Regions from separate parts of the Arachis hypogaea genome. Here region 2 is linked to region 1. A link is a contact called in public Hi-C data. All regions are on one chromosome and are shown on one strand. Each heading gives the region's core, a stretch centred on a gene start, on an enhancer-like site or on the middle of the called end of the contact. The rest is flanking DNA. Distances are from core to core; before and after follow the strand shown. Region 1 holds the start of LOC112796537. Region 2 holds the start of LOC140184076.

Region 1 (6,708 bases), core at 2,778-5,277:
ATTTTATCTATGATAACCTACTGACTTTTCTGTAAACATAAACCACCAACATTAAGTTGGCTAGACTTAATATCAGTAGATATGCAACGGTAAGCTAACACCATTAATCAATAGATAGTCATGTGCATAAAGCTCTAATTTTCGTCATTTGGACAAGACCTATAACATGACAAACCCTCAGAGTATGCAATGAAGCATAGTCAATCCATCCTCAAGGCTCTAATTAGGATGAACTGCTCTTATACTATAATGTAACACCCTTACTTTTAGCACCTCATGATCACACTAAAAGTCCAAGCATTACCTACCTCTACTCCTTTAATTTCATATTATAATTATTTAATATTAAACCTTTGCAAATATAAATCGAATCCTTAGTTACAAAATCAAAAAGTCTTCACATAATCCCATAATTATATCCATATAATAATAATTACATAGACTTATTCAAAAAGTTCTCACATACAAGTCCTATCCCTCTAAAACCAAAACTTTAATCATCGAGGGGAAAATCTAATAACTAAACCAAATTCGGAAAGCACAATCACATATAATAAGCTTGTAGATCAGTCGCGACTTCGCGCCAAAGCTTCTTGAACCTGTCACTGAAAAAGAAATCTGTAGGGGAGTGAGAACATCGTCCTCGCTAGTTCTCACTAGAGGGTTAAAGAATTGCTATAATAAGATACGTAAAATAGAACTATTTTCAAAGTACAGTGATCGTTGCTCGTCTTATGTACCTTTTCAAAAACAAAAGGTTTATCATTCAAAATCTAAAATCCTTGTCAAAAGAGAAATCAGTTAACTATCTAAAAACTTAGAAACCTTTTTCCTTTGTTATAAAAATCTTAAAAGTTTTTCCTAGACAGTATGAATGATCAACCTGTTCCAAGCATAGGTTCATTAAGTCTATGCTGAACCAGTCTGATTTTTCATACTTTACTAAACCACAAACACAATCCAATCACGGCCTTTGACCCATCACATAATCAATCATGGTCTTCGACCTATCATATAATCAATCACGGCCTCAGGTCTAAACAACTCAATCAATATACAATTTACCTCAATCCAGCTAATTTCAATCACAAACACAAGTAATGAGATTCAAACACAATCAAGAACAGTTACAATAAGTATAACAATTAGCAGTTAAATAGAATTATTCACATAGGCAAATCAATTACAATATGCACACCCAAACAATGTCACATAAATGTATATGATGAATGCATGTCCTACCTGGCAGTGAGATCTCACTTGTTGGTTATCTTGCCAAACTCGACACATCTCCCAGAGATGACCCTTCCGTTCACGTATGTCATATGCGCTTTGTGGATATAGTGCCCGAATTCACTCTTTTGATACACGAAGGGATGCAAGTAGGATCCCACATCAACTACTCACATCTTAACGTAGGCGGGATACCACATCAACTTGCCCCCACGCCGACGCCGCTACCCGGACAAGCGGGATCCCACATCAACCTGTCTTGCCAAGTGCATAGCGAATTACAAAGGTAGCCCTAACAGCACCATCGGGATCCCACATCAGCCGACTTATCATGTTAGTGTTTCCTCTTAAGTTTATCTATTTTAGGTCTTACAGGCAGTCATGCGTACGCACAACTGAACAGATTTCCAAAACTTCATTTTTTCATGAATTCTCCACTTTTACATGTTTTTTCTTCACTTCTTCAAGCCATCCTTGCCTTCTAAGCCTGAAATCACTCAACAAACATATTAAGGCATCAAATGGAATATAAGTAAATTAAATTTAGCAATTTAAGGGGCTAAAAAGTATATTTTTTTAATCATTAAGCATAATTAGGAGAAATTCACAAAACCATGCCATTTCAATGAATAAATGTGAGTAAGTTGATAAAATTCACTTAATTCAATCCAAAATAAATCAAAAAATTCTGGTTGATCAAGCAGCATCGACAGTTGAAAGAAGACTTAATTGAACACATATGGAAATTTCACAATACTTGTCACCAACTATAGAGCTCCACTATGTTTTTTTTTATATTGCATAATTTTACAAATTAATTTAATCTCGAATTATATATTATGTACTGTTGTTATATATGAAGTTATTAATTTTTTTAATCTTAATATTTATAATAGTGAATTATTTTTGAATTTATAAATTTTAATAATATTATTGTAAAAAAAAGTAACTACATTAATTTAATTGTTTAATTTAATTAATTAAGTGAAGTCATAATAGGAACTAAAGTTAATTCCTCTTAATGGAGAAGACAAAGATATTTTGAGTTTCTATTTATTGTTTATGACGCAAAAACTTATGTGAAACTACTTTTTATGACAAATGGACCATAAATAAAGACTAAGATGTCCTACTAGAGATGGTCTAAAGCCTCGCAAAGTTACAAAGACGAGGTGAGGATCACACCACCATACAACATTAAAACAACACAATTAGCAAGACCGAAACTATCCTTAGAGTGAAAAATAAACAAAAACCAGCAAACCATAACAAAACAGCAGATACTACATACCCAAGGATACAAAATTAATCAACAATTAGATTAATACTCGATTGGTCCGTGAAATTAAGCTTGCATTTCAATTTGATCTCCAAAATTTTGATTTATTTAATTTAGTCTTTTCAATTTAGTTTTTGGGAGTCATATTGGTCTTTGACCTTGTTATTAGCACAAAATCGTTAACACGGTGTTGAGATGAATTGACAGCTAGTACACTAAATTTTTTAATAACTATTTAATGTAACAATTGAAACTTTTTTATCTCAATTTTCTCTACTTAAATCTTTTAAAATTCTAATCCTAATTTCACTTAAGGATTTAAAGACTTTATATAGAGTAAATTGAGGTAAAAATTTTCAATTGTCAATCATATCTTTTGAAGTTATTAAGTCACCAAAAATATCTTTTGAAGTTATTTTTATTAGCACGACATAAAATTTTAGGTAGGATTGTACATAGTTTGGTTAATCCAAAAACCAAACTTGTTTTTGGGTTACCCAAAAATATAATTTGGTTAATTAACTAAATTGGTTTTATAAACTGATTATTAAACATTTAGAAAATTCAAAAACTAGTTTTTAACGGGTTATAAAAATAAAAATCAATATTAAAAAATAACCGATTTAAAAAAATCGGTTTTTACATAAAAAAATTGAATTAAAAAAAAGAATCGATTTTTATCCAATTAAAAACCGATTAAAAATCGATTTTTACAAAAAAAAAAGTTAACCAATTTGAGCACAAAAGACAAAAGTTACATAAAATTTTATTTTAGTTTTAGTTATCCGATTAAAAACTGATTTTTAAAATTTGATTTTGATTAACCACTTTTAATAATATAGATATAATTTTTAAAATTATTTTATTAAATTGATTAATAAAAATCTAATTTTAATTTTTAACTAATTAACCACAATTTAATTATTTTATCTACACTCCTATTTTTAGGTATCACTTTAATAGTTTACTTTCTTTCGGTACCACTTGTATTGATCACCACCACCACAATCACATTTCTCACTAGCTAGCAGCCATCCTTTAGTGACCGACTTCGACAACTCCTCACTAAAAATGCTTTAAAAAAAATAAAGTTAGCTTAAACATTTAAAATTAAAAAAAGAAAAAAATTATTTGTACACTAAAATTAGTCACTAAAATCAGCTACCAATATATTTATGTATAAATACATATGTGGTTTAATTTATTTTCAATGTATATTTATAGTCCAGTTTATATTTTATACTGATAGTTGACTTTGGTAGCTAATTTTAGTATACACATAGCATAATCCTTAAAAAAAATAAACCTAACAAACATTAAAAATCTTTTAAACTATTCAAATAAACATCTAAAGTCTGACAATAGAAGAACATTTAAAACTGTACTATTTAAAAATAAAAAAGTAAGAGATTAATTCATGTTATCTAATTAAATTAATATAAATTTATCCAACATTTTTAAACGCTTTTTTTTTCTTCAAAAATATTAAAAAGCAGAGTATAAAATGACCTTTTAAATATTTTAGTTTTCATATATTTAAATATCATGTGATCCGTGTCGACTAAGAACTAAAGTATCATTTCTGTATAGTTAAAAGAAAAAAGAGTAATTCTCATGTTGATAAGAATATTTTAACTAAAGTTAGGACTTAGGTAAGAGAGCGAGGAACTTAGTGGTTGACTCTATAATAATTTGAGTTGACGACTAATAAGAACAATAATGTACCTTCACTCTTTGTCGGATTTATTATCAATTCACTTGGTGGACGACTCTTGTATATGTTAGCGTAGCAACGCAGCAATCATTATTTATTTATTGAGGTAGAAATTCAAGTGTGGTGAGTTATTATTCCATTCTCAAATCAGACCCGCGGCTGCACAAGCAAAGAATCCAACTACTTTTTCCTTCTCGTTCTTCTTCTTCTTCGCTTATTCTTCCTCTCCCTCTTCAGCTTTGAAGAGTCCACCTGCTCTATACCTCAGCTCGTTCAAGAATTTAACTACTGTTGACATTTTGGGTAAGTTTTCTCAACGATTTACGTGTATACATTATTTCCGGCCACTTAATTAGACACTTTAATATTAGAGTATTGGTGCTATACCACTTTATTTCTCTGCAGATTGACAACTTCATAGGAGGAAACGTGCCGTTCAGACTACTTTACTTTCAGTTTCAGGTATGCATCTTATAACTCGGCTTTTTCTATTTTTATGGCAACTTGTCTGATGGTACAAATATTTTTAAATGAAAAAGATAAACAATATTGCAAAAGTTAACAACCATTGAATCCAATGGCTAGTGTGGGTTCCACCATATTGCAACCACGTTTTTCATTCTGCAACCACGATTAAAAATTCATATAGTGGGTCTTTCTTTTTATTTAAATGGGCCATTATTAAACTTCAAAAGAAAAATGAAAAACTGAAATAAACATTTAAAGGGGCATTAAGCCCAAAAGAACTGGCCTAAGGTCACTTGGACTCCTGGAGACTGATCTAGAAACGTGAAACCAGGTTGGATTTTCAAACTCTTCTTTTCCTTTGACCCAATAATAAATAGATAAATTTATTGAGTATTCATTAATTAAAAAAATTTAATGAATACTCATTAATTAAATCTTTTAATGAGTATTGTTAATTAAAAAATAATAGTAAAATTTTTTAATAAATACTCATTAATTAAAAAAATTTAATAATTTTTTTAATTTTTAGTAATTTATATATATTAAAAAATACTAGAAGATAAATAAAATTTATTATTTTTTGTCATTAATTATTTAATAATATTTAAAAGCATGGACTTAAAATGTGTTATTAGATTATTAGACTAAAAAATTTTATATATATAGTTTATATTTTTGTATCATTGTGAGTCTCACTTTAATAAACACACAATGTTTTAATGGTATTTATATAGTTTATATTCCATAATAAATCAAATTAGATAAATTCGATTTATTAGACATGCATGTAAATTTTGTAGATTTAGGATATTAGTATAATATTAGAAGCCATTTATTTTGCTCATGTGAATTACCTAAATATTATTTAGAATTTATTTCGTTGCTTATTCGTTTATGCTTCTCAAAATATTATCTATAATCGTGATGTTTGTCTAGGTTAATACTTAGCAGCTTTGCAACTTGAAGGGGAAAAAAAAGGAACTTTAGGTTCATGGCTGAAAATTTGATGACTATAGCTAGAGGACAATCTATCTTGGAGCCACCACTTTTTGATGGTAGAAATTACGCTGAATGGAAGGAACATATGGAGACATTTACAAAGTCTTTGGACTTCAAACTTTGGCTTATCATTAAGAATGGACCAAATGTTCCAAAAAAGGTTGTAAATGGAATTGAAGAGGAAAAATCGGAAGATGAATTTGATGATGAAGACATGAAGAGTGTACAACAAGCCTCAGCAGCAAGACACATCTTATTATGTGCTCTAATAAACTCAGATGTTTACAAAGATATCTTGCACTTCAAAACAGCCAAACAAATATGGGACGAGCTTGAAAACAGGTTAACATTGCAATTCTTTCTCCTTTTTCTATATGCTATGAGAGGAAAGGAAATGAGAAAATGAGAATTGTAGCAAGAAAATGACATATATATCCTTATTAAAATATATGCAATATATTGTTTTAATTTTTACAAGGTGGATATATATAATGGTAACTTTAGCAACATTATTATTCAAGCGGCTTCTTGTTTAATTTCCAGGCACATTAGAGAAGAAAACTTTCTGCGGTTTTTCATTTGTTTTTTTTTTTTCATCCCATTTTCTTGCATAACCAAACTGATGAAAAATCAAACTATTTTTTCATCCCATGTTCTCTTTCTCTATTTCTCTTTATCCCATTTTCTATTTCTTGCACAATCAAACTGACTATCAATGATTCATTGTTATGTGTGCTCAGCTCCATAATAGCCCAATTCTATGTTATTGTAAATAGTAGTGTTAGTTGGAATTTTATCAAAGCTTATTCAAAGGTATTAAACATCTCAACATTGTAGTTATAAGATATAAAATAATCTCCACCCGTTAAATTAACTATTTAAGTTGAATTAACGGGGAAAAAGACACACACACACAAAGAATATGTAGTAAATAATTTGTGATTTTTTTTTTTTTGTATTTTACAGGGAGAGAATTAACAATGTGAACCCATCGACTCCGCAAACAAATCACGTG
Region 2 (6,708 bases), core at 2,685-5,184, 130 kb before region 1:
AGCAACAAGGTCTGCCATGCTTCTATATTCTGCCTCAGTACTAGACCTTGCCACTGTAGTTTGCTTCCTTGAAGCCCAGGATACCAGATTTGATCCTAGGAAGACGCAGTAGCCACTGGTTGATTTTCTGTCATCAGTATCCACAGCCCAATCTGAATCACTACAGGCAGTGATTTTCATCGAGCCTCCCTTCTTTAGATGCAGACCATGATTAGAAGTTCCATTCAAGTATCTAAGCACCCTTTTTACCATTTTTCAATGAGACTCTAGTGGAGTTTGAACAAATTGTGCTAGCTTGTGTACACTATATGATATTTCAAGTCTTGTCACAGGCAGGTACTGGAGACTGCCAATTATGGACCTATAAAGTGCATAATCATAAAATTTGGCACCACCATAAGCTGATAGTTTGACTGTGGATAGCAGAGGAGTGTGGCACGAGGTGCAGCCCACCATGTTGGCCTTCTTCATTAGTTCCTTTATGTATTTTTTCTGAGTGAGGATCAAAGCACCATTGCTTGTACTTGTCACTTGAATTCCAAAAAAGTAGTGTAGGCTTTCCATGTCCTTTAGAGCAAATTTTGCATTCAGCTACTCGATGACTTGCTTTATTGTATCTTCACACTCACTAGTTACTATTATGTCATCTACATAGACCAACACAAATATTTTTGTTTCATTAAGATCACTTTGGAACACTGACACATCAGATTTTATGGGCTTGAAACCAATGTCACTTAGGCCATTTATCAGCTTGCAATACCATTTCTTTGGTGCTTGTTTTAGGCCATAGAGAGCCTTTGTTAATTTGCAAACTAGTGATGAATCTCCCTGTTCGAACCCTTGAGGCTGCTTCATATACACTTTTTCCATCAGGTCACCATGAAGGAAGGTATTGTTGACATCAAGTTGTCTTATTGGCCATGAGTTTGCCAAGGCAATAGACAGTATTATCCTTATAGAAGTGGGTTTTACTACAGGGCTGTACGTTTCTATGAAGTCAAATCCTAGTTTTTGTGTATAGCCTTGAGCAACTAGACTTGTCTTCTATTTTTGAAGAGACCGATCTGAGTTGTACTTAGCTCTGAACACCCATTTACTCCCTATAGCACTTTTGTTTGGAGGTAGCTTTACCAGTTCCCATGTGTTATTTTTCATCAAGGCATAATACTCCAAGTCCATAGCTTCTTTCCATTTAGGCATGTTGAGGGCCTGTTTCACACTCCTTGGTTCTAGGCTTGCCTGAAATGTCTTAGGCTTTACTATCCCTGCCTTACTTCTAGTTGTCATAGGATGCACATTTGTAACTGTTGTGTGAGGTGGTTCAGAAATTGGAAGAGCAATCTCTTTGTCATTTATCGGAACTGGTGTTGGGATTGAGGACACTGCTACTGGCCTTTGAGAGTTGCTGACAGATTGAAGCTGATGTTGAAATGGAGCTGGCATTGTTGCTTGTTGAGTACTCAAGATTTGCTGTGATGATGTTTGAAGAGGATTGTTATTGGCTGGGCTTGAAAAGGTGTTGGAAGTGAAGGTTCTGGGGTTGGTGTTGAGATTAAACTTGAGTGAGTTTGAGCTGTTGAAGTTGAAAGTTTGGGAATGGTTGGCATTTGTGATGTTATTTGATCAGCTACTGCTGTTGAGGACTGGTGTTGCTTGTTGAGTTCCTTGAAAGGAAATTTGGTTTCAACAAATACCACATCTCTGGTTATTATTATCTTTTCATCTTGAGTGAGACATTTGTAACCTTTGTGAGTTGCGCTATAGCCAAGAAACGTGTAGGGTGAAGATCTAAAATCCAGCTTATGTCTGTTATAGGGCCTTTGATGAGGGAAGCAAAGATATCCGAAAACCCTGAGGCTTGAGTAAGAGGGCTTTTTGTCAAACAGTTTCTCTGTAGGGGATACTGCATCTAGCACTGGAGTTGGCAAGACATTGATCAACTTCACATCAGTGGTGAATGCTTCTCCCCAAAACTTGGTTGGCATAGAGGCACCAGCCAAGAGTGTGAGGCCCATTTCCACTATGTGCCTGTGCTTCCTTTCTGCAGATCCATTTTGTTAATGGATGTAAGGACAAGAGAACCTGTGCTGCACTCCTCTTTCATTCAGAATCTTTGATAAGCTAACATATTCAGCAGCTTTGTCAGATTGTAATATTTTTAATTTTGTGTTTAATTGCAATTCAACCATTTGTTGGAAGTGATTAAAGACTGATTTTAGTTGAGCTCTAGATTTAATAAGGTAAAGCCAAGTGAACTTTGAAAAGGCATCAATAAAATGCACATAATACCAGTTTCCATTGCTATCAGCCTGGGGTGCAGATCCCCAAATGTCTGAGTAGACAAGATCTAGAGGTGAATTGTATACAGTTTGTGAAAGAGAGAAGAGTAACTAATGTGATTTTTCAACACAGCAGGCTTCACAAGTTTCTTTATTAGGTGAAACAGAAAGATTACAAGTTTTGAGTACTTTTAACACTACATTATGATTTGGATGCCCTAATCTTGCATGCCAAATCAGAAAGGAATTAGAATGTGCTAAAGAGGATGTGTAAGCAAAAGGTGTGTGCAGCAGTGATGTCCCCAAATCTATACAAGCTTTTGTCAACACTTCCTTGAAGTAATAGTTCTCTAGTGTCCTGTGATTTAATGCAGCATTTGTCAGAATAAAATTCAAAGAAAACTCTATTATCACAACAGAATTGATGCACACTCATCAAATTCTTTGTGATTTCAGGCACATGAAGTAACTTAGTTAAGGTAAGTAATCTTGAGCTCATATCAGTTTCAAAACACATTTTACCAACATGATGAATATGCAAACCTGAACCATCTCCTATGACAAATTTGTTCATCTCCAGTGTATGCCTCTTTCTCCATGAGATTTTGTGCATCGTGAGTCATATGGTGTGTGGCTCCAGAATCAGGATACCAGTTCGGATCTTAAATAATGGAGGGAGTTGCTAAGACATTGCTGTAATTTGCCTTTGGTTGTTTGACTTGATTACTGCTTCCATTCACGTCTTCATATTGCTCCTTATCATATCTATACCAGCAGAATTTTGCTGTATGTCCAATCCTATCATAGACTTGGCATTGTGCTCTTCCACCTTGCATCATTCGTCCTCTATCTTGAGTCATTCGCTCTGCATCATGTGTACTTCTGCTGTTTCTCCTAAACGTTTTTCCAAACCTGTCACGAAAGTTGCCTCTATAGTTTCCACTTGCTGCTGAACTTTGAGAGTAAAAATGATTTTGTTGAATCTGTGAATGTTGTGAATGCTGAGCTACGTTTGCTTGTACAAAAGATTCAGATTTTCTAAATCTTGCTAGCATGCTTTCATGAACAAGTAATAGAGCTTCTAATTCACCCACTTTTATGCTGGTTGATCTTGCTAAGACTGAGGTCATTACATTTCCATATTCTTCAGTTAGACCGTGTAGTATTGCATTTACATGATCGCTTTCTTTCATTGATTCACCTACTGAGGCAAGTGCATCCATAGTGCTCTTTATTGACAAGACATATTCAGTGACCGAATTGCCTATCTGAATTGTGCTTAGTTTGTTTTTCAGCTGCATTACCTTGGCCTTAATTTGGGATGAGAAGTGATCCTCCAGCCTCTTCCAGATTTGATGAGTAAGTGTACAACCAACCGCTCTTGTAGTGAATGGATTCGACATTGAAGCTAGCAACCAGGATTTCAAAAGAGCGTCTTGCCTTTTCCACTTTTGAAACTCTGGATTTACTGCTCCATTTGGAAGAAGAATCTGAGAAATTTCCTCTTCGGTGGGATGATTCAACATATCATTTTCTTCGATTGTTGACTTGGCTTGATCCTTCCACTGCAGGTAATTGTTTTCCTCTAGTTTCATGGAAATAGGAGTTGCAACGAAATTCTGACCCATGGTTCTTGATCGATCTTCAGCCATAGATCCAGATCTGATTGTTTGCGGAAGCTATGGTACCAAGAGCTCTGATACCATGAATGTATCAGTGCCTTAGGCACACAAAATATGAAGAACAGAATTGAACTTAGTGGAGAAGCATGATAAAATGCAGAGAATAGATGAAACTGAAATTTGAGAGAAGAATGGAGAATTTTATTATTGAGCAGAGTGAAAGTGAATCAGAAAAATGTTAATTACAAGCAATCTTTAACTATTTATAACTAGAGAATAATACAATTGAATTGATAACTAACTGAAGCTTATGGAAACTAGTAACTAACTTACTAACTGAAACTTGCAGTTGAGGCTTGTAACTAATTCTAACTGAATTGTCTTCACGCCAGTGCACATGCTCTTCAACTGATTTGATCACAGCTTAATACACTCATCATCAATCTTAATGTGCTCTTTCCATTCAATGGTGTTTGTACCATCAAAGTATGGCGGCTTTGTGGTAGATTGTCCTTGCATCATGCTTGTATTCATCAAATTTTAATCCATTTAATCCGTGTCTTTAATTTTTATGTACATTTTAAGAGAGAAACAAATTATACATCAAAAATCATAATTGTTTATCCAAAAATAAATAAATAAATCAAGGTCTAGAACTTAATGTATACTACTCTATCTTATTATGAGAAATCTAAACTAGTTTTAAACTTTGATCCGTCACCTTATAACTCAGTATTTATTATGCATTATGAGTTATAACTCGGTGTTAACTATCATTCATTCTTTTGCTTGTAACTGACACCTTCATTACCGACTTAATGACCATCATTTCTATCTTAATGACCAAACGGTCATAACATCAATTCTATTCATCAATTTTATACCTATAAAAAGAACCTTCTATATCTAATCTCAATAATACATTCTATATTCATAGAATTATTATAAACACAATATAACACATGATAACTTTCATTTCATGTCTTACATTCTATATTCATAGAATTATTATATACCTCTTAAACACTTACTGACTTGAGCGTCGGAGTGTCTTTTGCAGGTACCCACCCCCTTGTTCTCTCCTTGCCGACGTATAACTCATCCCAACGAGAAGCTTGAAGACATTCATCGACGGACGAGCTATACACCGGCAAAACTCAACAAGAACAATTGACGCCGTCTGTGGGGATGAGTAAAATAATTCCCACTCCCCTTAGGTTCATAAAACTTGATTTACATTCAAATTTTTGAACCAATCTCAACAATCTTGTTTAAGATTTTTAATACCTCTTATCAAATTTTAATCTATCGTAACTTTTTATAAAGTATTTACTTTATACATTCAAATTGCTTCATTTTTACGTATCATAATATTTCACATCTCATAATCGATTAATGAACTAATCCGAGAATAAACTCGGCTTTCAATCAATCCGAAACGAACTCGGTTTTCAATCAATCCGAGCACAAATTCACTTATCAAATTTACTTATTTTTTTTCAAAGTTCTCTATTTACACAAGTAAAATTATATATTTTATTCAACATACTTTTACATTTATATTTTGAGTAATTAATACTTACTGATTTATGAGTTATATTCAAAACTCAATATATGTTCTATACAATAATGACATATAACAACCATGTCAATTGTATTTTTATTTCTTATATATTATATTCTTACTGCTTAATGATTTCATTTATACAATTAAATGATAGTAATGGTGAGTTTAAATATTAAAATTGGATTCCATCAAAAATTAATTATATATCAATTGTATATAACTGTTACACTATTCATTTTATACTAAAATGTTACTATTTGTTTAATGTAAAAAATTAAACAGGCAATTTACTATTGTTACACGAGGAATATCCCTCGTCTTACTGTAACTGCTAGAAACATTATACTAAATGTATAATTCATCAATAACTGTTATCTTACTGCTTTATTATCAAATTAAAGCATGTCCTACAAAACAAAATTCAGATATTTACATTTGGCATATGTATGACATTCATATATGTCGTCTTCTTCTCTATAATTATCAACTTTTAAGGTATATTTTTTTTACTTTGAACTATTTTACTTTTACAATATATATTACTCAATATATGTTACGACTTTATACCTATTCATTTTCTCAATTTATGTTATTCATGTCAGACATTCACTGTAAATTGTAAATATTCAATAACTAATTGCTTTGAGAGAGAAATTTATCAATAAGTTGTTGTGGGTCGGAAAAATTCCCAAGACAATTAACCATTATATCCTCGGATCATACAATCGATTCCGTCAATGGATATCTATCTCTGAACTTTTCAGTTCATATACAATCAAATGCTAAAATTGTTCTTAAGCGGAAAAGTATCCCCCACACAACTATCTTGATTGAATGACTCTTATCACTCAATTATTTTTTGAATAAGTGCCGACATAATAACCCGACTAAGCTTGGAGGCTCACCATATCACTATTCACTCATCTTTTAATCGAGTTATAACTCATTTTATTTTCTAAGCTTAGCCTGGATCATATGATCGGCGGACAAAGCTTGGGGGCTGTGATCCGTCACCTTATAACTCAGTCTTTATTATGCATTATGAGTTATAACTGGGTGTTAACTATCATTCATTCTTTTGCTTGTAACTAATACCTTCATTACCGACTTAATGACCATCATTTCTATCTTAATGACCAAACGGTCATAACATCAATTCTATTCATCAATTTTATGCCTATAAAAAGAACCTTCTATATCTAATCTCAATAATACATTCTATATTCATAGAATTATT

What was found. A called contact is a pair of places that touch in the nucleus more often than the background predicts.
Region 2: a contact with region 1 is called in a Hi-C map of leaf, with 2.3 times the contacts expected there. The contact joins the promoter of LOC140184076 here to the promoter of LOC112796537 in region 1. A contact is called at or near these places in 5 of 8 Hi-C or Micro-C datasets (leaf and an unstated tissue).

The regions. Positions count from the first base shown.
Region 1 is chr4:23,719,931-23,726,638 of arahy.Tifrunner.gnm2.J5K5, reverse strand. LOC112796537 reads left to right here and starts at 4,027. Exons shown (of 8, transcript XM_025839025.3): 1 at 4,027-4,529; 2 at 4,632-4,688; 3 at 5,631-6,035; 4 at 6,660-6,708. The coding sequence starts at 5,686. It overlaps LOC140184416 (a long non-coding RNA gene), which reads right to left and starts at 3,586. Exons shown (of 2, transcript XR_011881025.1): 1 at 1,243-3,586; 2 at 323-618.
Region 2 is chr4:23,848,996-23,855,703 of arahy.Tifrunner.gnm2.J5K5, reverse strand. LOC140184076 reads right to left here and starts at 3,934. Exons shown (of 1, transcript XM_072234362.1): 1 at 2,945-3,934. The coding sequence starts at 3,934. The coding sequence ends at 2,945.